Regions from separate parts of the Mus musculus genome. Here region 1 is linked to region 2. Evidence: chromatin contacts called from public HiChIP or PLAC-seq data. All regions are on one chromosome and are shown on one strand. The core of a region is the stretch at or near the end of the contact, and the rest is flanking DNA. Distances in the headings are between cores, read along the strand shown.

Region 1 (4,452 bases), core at 960-3,459, 260 kb before region 2:
TGAGGCTGCCTGAGGTGGGACAATTTCTCTGCCTTTGCTTTTAATCTCTTTGCCAGTGTTAAGGAATCATATTCAAGTCTTTTGGAGAATGTCGTCATTGTGCTTTTCTTTCTGACGTTTTTTTCTCCTTCCTAGCCACAGGTTTCGGAAACAAATAATACAAAAGCCTCACTTTGCATTAGTCATGAAGAGTGAATGTGGCAGATGTGGTGCCACACAGTTGATGCTGTGCTGGGTACCTGGCTGGTGCAGTCTTTGCCAGGCATAGCTATGCGCCAGCATCTGCCCCTTCTGTATGGCACGCTTGGAGAGGAAGTTGCTGCATACAAGGCAAACTTAAGAAGTGAGGTGCTATGCCCTAGGCTTATGTTTGAAAAGGTACTTTGGAACTTGAGCTTGGTCAAGCTCAGCCCAGTAGCATGTCGGAGAATGTGGTTGGGCAAAGTGGAAGAGAGCGGCCTTCCACATGGCTCAGGAGGCAGGAGGGATTTGGCAGTGGCTGGGAGACACTGGGAAGATTGCCTTCAGTGACAGCTGTGCTTCGGAGGAAGTCAAGGGGGGCATCCCCTCACTCTGCTCTTTTTTTTTAATTCTTTTTTTTTAATTAGGTATTTTCCTCGTTTACATTTTCAATGTTATTCCAAAGGTCCCCCATACCCACCCCCCAACCCCCTACCCCCCCTCCCCCTTTTTGGCCCTGGCGTTCCCCTGTACTGGGGCATATAAAGTTTGCTCTTAATTATTGTACAGGATCCTTCAATAGTAACAGGATGCAGAGATGTATCCGTAAAAATGAGATTTTTCCAAGCGTGAGAGAGGATGCCCTGCTGGACTCCTTTCGTTCTCTTGAAGCAGACTTTGACTTCTGAGGCTGAGAGCTGTTTCTCAAGCAGAAGTAGCTGGAGCGTGAAGAGAACTGCTCTCCTGTTGTGCTCTCAAACGCACTCTGGGCTGTTTCGCCTTGGAGACAGGTTCTGAGAGTCCAGGCTATACTGGTCCTTCCTTTGGTCCAGGAAGAGGAGAGGGAATATAAGATGAGATAGTTTACTCTCAGAAGGGATGTGTTAAAAATACCGTTTGACAGCCACCAAACCCAGACACTATTGCATATGCCAGCAAGATTTTGCTGACAGGACCCTGATATAGCTGTCTCCTGTGAGGCTATGCCAGTGCCTGGCAAATACAGAAGTGGATGCTCACAGTCATCTATTGGATGGAACACAGGACCCCCAATGGAGGAGCTAGAGAAAGTACCCAAGGAGCTGAAGGGGTCTGCAACCCTATAGGAGGAACAACAATGTGAACTAACCAGTACCTCTCATTGTTGTGTCTCTAGTTGCATATGTAGAAGAAGATGGCCTAGTTGGCCATCATTGGGAGGAGAGGCCCCTTGGTCTTGCAAACTTTATATGCCCCAGCACAGGGGAACGCCAGGGCCAAGAAGTGGAAGTGAGTGGGTAGGGGAGCAGGGTGGGGGGGGGAGGGGTATAGGGGACTTTTGGGATAGCATTTGAAATGTAAATGAAGAAAATACCTAATAAAAAATTTTAAAAAAATGAAGCCGGGCGTGGTGGCACACGACTTTAATCCCAGCACTCGGAAGACAGAGGCAGGAGGATTTCTGAGTTCGAGGACAGCCTGGTCTACAAAGTGAGTTCCAGGACAGCCAGGGCTATACAGAGAAACCCTGGCTCGAAAAACAAAAAACAAACAAACAAAAATACTGTTTGAGAGGTTCAGAGCAGAGCGGTCCTGCATGAGGCCAGAGGGAGGTGTACTGTCACGTCACGTGGGATGAGAGTGGGCAGAGGATCCGTACCCGAGAGTCGAACTGAAGCTGAGGCAGAGTAAACTCAAGCACGGGGGAGGAGCAGGCGTCCAGGCTGCCTGAAGAAAGAAGAGAAGGCAGCCAGATGGCCTCCAATGTGAATTGTGTCTGTCATAGACTGAGCTGAATGTTCACAAAGTTAGCCTTGTGGAAAAGAATTATTTAATCAAGGGAAGAAATGGATTTATCCTACGATGGTGATTTTAACATTAGTTACAGTCCAGTGTTATATATGATTTCTGTTTTAACATATAATTAGACACTAGATGTTTTACTGCAAAATTCCTCAAATGCTTTTAGCATAAATGACAGAAGACGGCAATGTGCATTGAATCCCATATCCTGAAGGGGGCGCCCACAACCCGCACTGGGCTGCCCGATCTGCTGGTTATGTAAGGAGGCAGCCTCCTGAGAGAGGAAGCGATTGCTAACGCTCTGGGGGCTACATGGTACCTAGATGTTTCTGTGTGTTTGTTATTCCTGTTGGTTATTAACGGCACGTAGAAAACAGTGTGCTTGCCACATAGCCTGCTGCCCTAAAACCGGGTTTCATTAATGTCACCAAAGGAGGTCAGGAGAAAGAAAAGCCGGGCATCCACACTTTTCTCCTTCTGCTGCTTGTTTTGTAAATCTATAGAAGCTGCATGGTTCCAAGAGTGAGGCACTGACATCAGTGTGCTGATGGATCTCGAGAGAGGACTGGGAGTGGGCGTATGAGGGGAAAGGTAGGAAATCCTGATGAAAGATGACCTTAGACATAACAAGCCTGTAAAGAAAAAGTCCCTGCAAAACCAACTGCAATACCTCCTCTGTGTCATTGCACATTTAAAAAAAAAAAAAGGCTGCATTTAGTGCAAAGAGAACATTATCAACTTTTTTTTTTCTGCTTTGGAAATGAAGAGTCCCCTGTATTCAGTTTGACAGCTCATTGAGCCTGTGTCTATCTCTTGTGACAGAAGTGTGTGCCCTGTGCTTCACTGCTCCGGTCAAAGCTTTAGAGTTAAGGACATAGCCCTTTATCTAGTTGTTTGGCCTTTTTTGGGGTAGAATATTCTGGTACTTAGCTTATAGAGAAGAAATCAAGAGTGTGGGTTTCATGTGATATTGAAACAGAATTTTAAGGTGTCATATGGTTGAAACAGAGATCAGTCAAAATGGCCAACCTGTTAAAACTCTGATCAGAGAAAGGGGAATGTGAGCTGCCTGCAGGTCTGCAGGAGCAGCAGCAACTCGTGGTCTGGCAATTTAAGGCTCTCCTTTGAGCTCTGGTTCTTTGGTATTCATTAAAGAGCACTTAGTTACTATGGAAACTGTCCCTTTTCTGTATTTATGAGCTACAGGGCATCTCACAGCATCTCAAGCATACCAGCACAGCTGACTACTGTGTGCATTGAAACATTTGATGAAGACTTCTAGCCGCTCTGTATTCTGCAGAGGAGGCATATTTTTGTTTCCAGTTATTTGGGGTTTATTATTTTTTTTAAACTCAATTACAGCAAGCTTTGACCTTGCATTCACCATTCTGGAAGGCATTGTGCTGCCTCTCCTGCTTAATTTCCGTCCTTTTCTCAGTGTAGATAGAGATAAACGAATTTAACTTTGTATTCAGTGAAGAGTAATGACTTGAAGATTATGAATGTGCCCCTGGGTTCTGCCTAGGAACCTTTGTATGAAATTGAGCAGGAGAGGGATGGTTCTCTAAGGGACATGGAGCAATAGGGAGTAAAAAGCATCATGAACCAAACAGTGAAGCTTAGGGTGTGTACATAGGGTCATATCATCAGGGAGAGCTTCAAAGAGACCGCTTGGCATTTTCCTTGGAGAAAACTAGATAACTCATTGTGTGCTATCTAATTTCTGAACTGTAATTCTTGTCTTCTTCCTCCAAAGAAGTATATGCATACACATGAGAGTGCACACACACCACACACACATGCACAAGCACATACATAAGCACACCTAAGTACACACACAAGCACACACACAAGCATACACACACCACACACACAAGCATACACACACCACACACACAAGCACACACACACCAAACACAGACAAGCACACACACAAGCACACACACAAGCATACACACACCACACACACACACACACACCACACATATACCACACACATAAGCGTACACACACAGAGAGAAGCACACACACACACCACACACAAGCACACACATAAGCATACACACACCACAACACACCACACACACAAGCACACATACCACACACACACACCACATACACACCACGCACACAGCACACACACAAGCATACACACTCCACACACTCAAGCACACACACAAGCATACACACAAGCATTTACACACCACACACACACCACACACACAAGCACACACACACACACACACCATACACATAAGCACACACACACACACACACACAAGTACTCACACAAGCATACACACTACACACACACACACACACACACACACACACACACACACACACAGTCTGTGATTGTTTTGAAAAGCTGGTCAGCATAAAGATTAGCTTTTCACACCAGTGCTGACAGACTCTGTAAAGAACTGTTCTCCCAGGCCCCAAAGCTCAGTTGTCCCAGTTCATGTGGTAGAGAAGAGCAATGTGCACTCA
Region 2 (4,240 bases), core at 1,213-3,712:
TCTATTAATTACTAAGTAATAGAAATAAGTAAATAAATGTAATAGACTTTCTTCAGAGCATATATTAAGTCTTTGGTATCCTTATATCCTAGGAAAATGCTGGTCATGATATACCAAAAATGTGTTTTTCAAGTTATGTAAAAATGGAACAAATCAAGTTTAAAATGAAGAATAATTTTGGGAGTAAATTATGACTAACTTATTTAATTTAGGTGACTTTCTCTGGTAAATATACACATACATACATATATCCATATACGTATCCCTTGGGTCTCTGGTTATTTTCTAGTTATAAAAAGACAAGATATATGAATTATGTGAAATTTTACTTTTATCCATCAAATTGGAGAAGCTATGTAAAAATTATAAAATAAAAACTTAAGACACCTGGAAAATTTAATATTTTCATATATTAGAAAAGTGCAAAGTTAAAAAATGAGCAAAACAAGTGGTAAACTGTTTCTAGGACAAGTCAGATTACATGAAAAGAGAGCAAAGGAGGCCAGGAGGAGACACAGACCTGTATTTCTTTTCCTTGTGGAGTCCACATCTTCTGTGATCACAGCATGCAATGAACAGACATAGACAAAGGAGATGGGTATGAGTGGATGCAGTCGAAAGCTAAAAGTGATGCTGAAGGAAAGAACCCTGGGTCACTTTGAAAGAAGTCCTGTGAAGTCGTAGGGAAGAGAGTCAAGTGCACAGCATATCAGATTAGAAGAGCTGATGGGAATGTAGTTAATTAAGTTAGCAGAATGAGAAAAATAAGGTTAGTGCATAGAAGTGAATCTAAAAAAGCTCAGCCAATCTTGAATACCGACACTAAAATAAAATACCATTAGTAAAACCAATATGATTGGTATGACCACATTTTTCAAGACATTACTCAGTCAAATTAAAACATGCAAATGCTTCCAACATCTAAGTATCTGAAGAAAGAATTTAATTGAGTCATCATTAAAAAGAGCTGGGTCCCACTCACACTGTGGTATTTCTCCATTTAATCAGAAAAAAAAGTTCATCTGTCAGGCCAATATTTCATTAAATCACTCCACCCTAGTTAAATGTTTAAATAAAAAAATAAAAAATAGTAAAATACAATACAACTCATTATAAGAATAGTACATGAAATATGAGGTTGTAGTTTGTCACTGAAAGTTAAAATTGTCATTTGATTTTGACAAATGTTTATCATGTTTATTTATAGTAAACATTTACTCAGATAATTCTTACAAATACCACATTATATATTGTTACTACAGTATCTTTTTAAGATTTACCTTTGGAAATCACCATTGACTAGAATAGATATGGCATACATTTGGATAATAATACTTTTCTAACTACTATTTGAGAAGTTGAAAAGCTTTTTACACAGTAACTTGAAATCAAGAAAACAAAGCCAATTAAATAAAGCTTTCAAAGAAAGTCTTTTAACATATTGGTGAAGCAGTCTGAGCTCAATTGACATAGGGAGATTTTATAACACAAAGTCATATTGAAATCTTCTGAATCAAATACACAAAATTCGTAAATACCACATTCAGTTCTTGACTAAGTAAATTATAGTCTTTGAATTATTTTTGAGGAAAAAAAACATGTTGGAATGCAAATATATTAGAACTGTAAGTCCTGACACAATTAATTCTTACAACAAATGTTTCTTTTATGAATGTCAAAAAAACAAAGTCTATTAAAAGAAAAGGATTAAAATATCTTAGAAAAGGATGAAAGCTAAAATAACTGGAAAAGGAATGATATTTTGATACCATAGCAATGTTGTTTTTTTATTATGTAAGCATATTTTCACATATCAAAATAAGATACTCCTCACAACTGCATTTCTAACTGGAGGCCCCTAATATGATTGAACACAAGACATAGATTTTGTGCCCTTCTCAAATGTACTCATGTGTATAAAAAAGTTACAAGCTGTATTTCCTTTTTCACTCTCATTACACCCATACTATGAAGAAGATAATTTAAAAATTAGATACATTAATAACAAAGGCTCATACGGAATTCTGTCACATTATTATTCTTTGATATGACATTTTCATATATAAACATTTAGCACAGTGCTAAAACAGTTTCATAACATGGTAGAAGTAAACTGGGAAGAATGGGGAAGAAAACAATTGTTTATAGGTACTTGCAGCTTCTCCAAGAGAATATTGGTTTTTGTTTTGTTTTGTTTTGTTTTTTCCAGAAAACACAGATTGCAATTAATGAAGCTTGCTTTCCTGTCCAGTATTTTACACTGTACACTGGGTTAATTTATATGGTTTCCATATTATATACTGCTTTTTAAATGATAATTTCGTCTCAATTTCACTCATTATTATAGTAAATAGTGGAAGCATAGAGAATTCAAGCGAACTTAGTCACAGAACAAATACAGCAGCAGGATCAGCATCAGAACAACAGGTTTCCCCTCACTGCTCTCTGAGCCACAGCCATGAGAGACAGTGAGTCACACAGGCAGGAAGACCAAGAGCCAGTGCTCTCACTGAGACCCAAACAGTTCATTGTAAACATTCTTAAGAAAAACCACCTCATTCCAATGGTCAAGAAACCTAGAATGATTTCAGGTTTATAGGTGATAGATCAGGACCTACATTCTTAGACACAGACATTTTATAAATCTTAGACAATACAAATTTTATATTGTTTGTAACAGGAATCAAGAGGATACATCTTGACCACCATCTTAGTACAACAAAGTATCCATTAAATCATTTTCATTATTCATGTAACTATGATACAGTGATACAGCTCGAAAGTATATATAAAATATAACTGTAGCAGACAGACTCAAGCAAATCAGAAACACTCCAAGTATAAATGCAGTTATATCAGCTCGGTGGCCTGCTTTCTTGCCTTCCTTATGATTATATTATATAGTAAGTGTTAAAACACTATCACTTAAAAAGAAACACTCAAAAGCATAAATCATACTTCAGCAATCATGTCTATATCATGCCACAATTTGTAAAACAAACAAACAAACAAACAAAACCCCACAACTCTTTTGTACATGGTATTCATGGTATTGTAATGAAGAGCAGACTCCACTGAGCCTTAAAAGCAGCTATGTGTCAACTTGTAGTTTCCCATACTCCAGTGGACTTAATGAGTCCTCTGCCACCCGAATGAAGTTGGGAAGGGGTATAAGGTAAGATGGAGAGGAAAATGAAGGTTATAATTATATTTAATTGTATACATGTGAGAAATTCTTAAGAATGAAGTCAACTTTAAAAAAGTTTTGTGTCTCCCCTCCAAACCTCCCATTCTCTAGCTTGCATTTGACTGTTACCATGTCACAAGTTACTATGTCCTCAGTGCTGTCAATGGTAATTAAGAGTGAATTCCTCTTTCAGGCAACAACCAGCTACCACCTAATATTAGTAAACCGGAATTTTAATTTACCCATAACTAGTTAAGAGCGATCACAGATAGCAAAATGTACCCTTTACCATAAGTGGTAACTTCTGTCAGTTACGGATAGATTTTGTTTTGGACGTAGCAAATACAAAGATCTTATAAAGTTCATTGCCTTTTTCTGTTCACTATAACACACGGAACAAGTTATTTTCACAAATCACAATGAAATATGAATTTAGAAAAATCATAAGCACTAGTTTATCACTATGTAGTAATCTTTCAAATACTTGGGATACAATGAAGTAGAAACATGACGAGTTTAAGTTCCTTAGGGCATTCAGCTCACACTAGTATGGGAATTTGTGAGGTGAGAGATTGACAATGACAGCTATAAAAGAAGATGGATGTTCCAAAAACGCCTGGATGAGCACATTCACAGGCAGGATGGCTTGGAGACAAGGCAGGAGAAAATGGCTCTGCTGCCTGTGGGAGGCCCTGAAACTGGTCACATGAAGGTCAGGTGATGGCCATATTTATTTCTAAGTGTGCTACTAGGACTTAAATCTAAAGCTCATCTGTTAATCTGCATCTTATTAAATATTACTTTGACTTACACATATTTTTCTCTATCACAATCTATAATCAGAAAATATGTAAAAGTAACTAAAAATAGAATCCTGATTAATCTTTCCAGATTTAAAGGACAAAGTATAAATTATAAGATTAATTTAGAATTATGCTTTAGATCAAATAAATCATATCTTCTTTCAAGAAATGTCAAGGTATTCAAGAATAAAAAATATAAAATATGAAAAATACCCAAGAAAATTGTATGTATAAAATTTATTAAAGTAAA

Evidence for each region. HiChIP or PLAC-seq counts read pairs in DNA pulled down with a chosen protein or histone mark.
Region 1: a FOXA1 HiChIP or PLAC-seq map of pancreatic cancer cells shows a contact between it and region 2. The contact joins two enhancer-like sites. A contact is called at or near these places in 2 of 484 Hi-C or Micro-C datasets (bone marrow-derived macrophages and gonadal supporting cells), 3 of 115 datasets of contacts at active chromatin or transcription factors (VIP interneurons, neural progenitor cells and pancreatic cancer cells) and 1 of 9 other capture datasets (embryonic stem cells).

Annotation. Positions count from the first base shown.
Region 1 is chr15:39,814,993-39,819,444 of GRCm38.p6, reverse strand. The region is part of intron 7 of Dpys (dihydropyrimidinase); the gene reads left to right. Among named protein-coding and RNA genes, the nearest start is that of Gm16291, 20 kb to the right of the region's middle. Within about 2 kb of position 2,209, at least 69 of the 459 cell types and tissues checked have an H3K27ac peak or open chromatin away from gene starts, as enhancers often do. A contact at or near this core is called in pancreatic cancer cells, where this site is marked.
Region 2 is chr15:39,551,378-39,555,617 of GRCm38.p6, reverse strand. All of the region lies in intron 19 of Rims2 (regulating synaptic membrane exocytosis 2), which reads right to left. Among named protein-coding and RNA genes, the nearest start is that of Dcstamp, 190 kb to the left of the region's middle. Within about 2 kb of position 2,462, at least 6 of the 459 cell types and tissues checked have an H3K27ac peak or open chromatin away from gene starts, as enhancers often do. A contact at or near this core is called in pancreatic cancer cells, where this site is marked.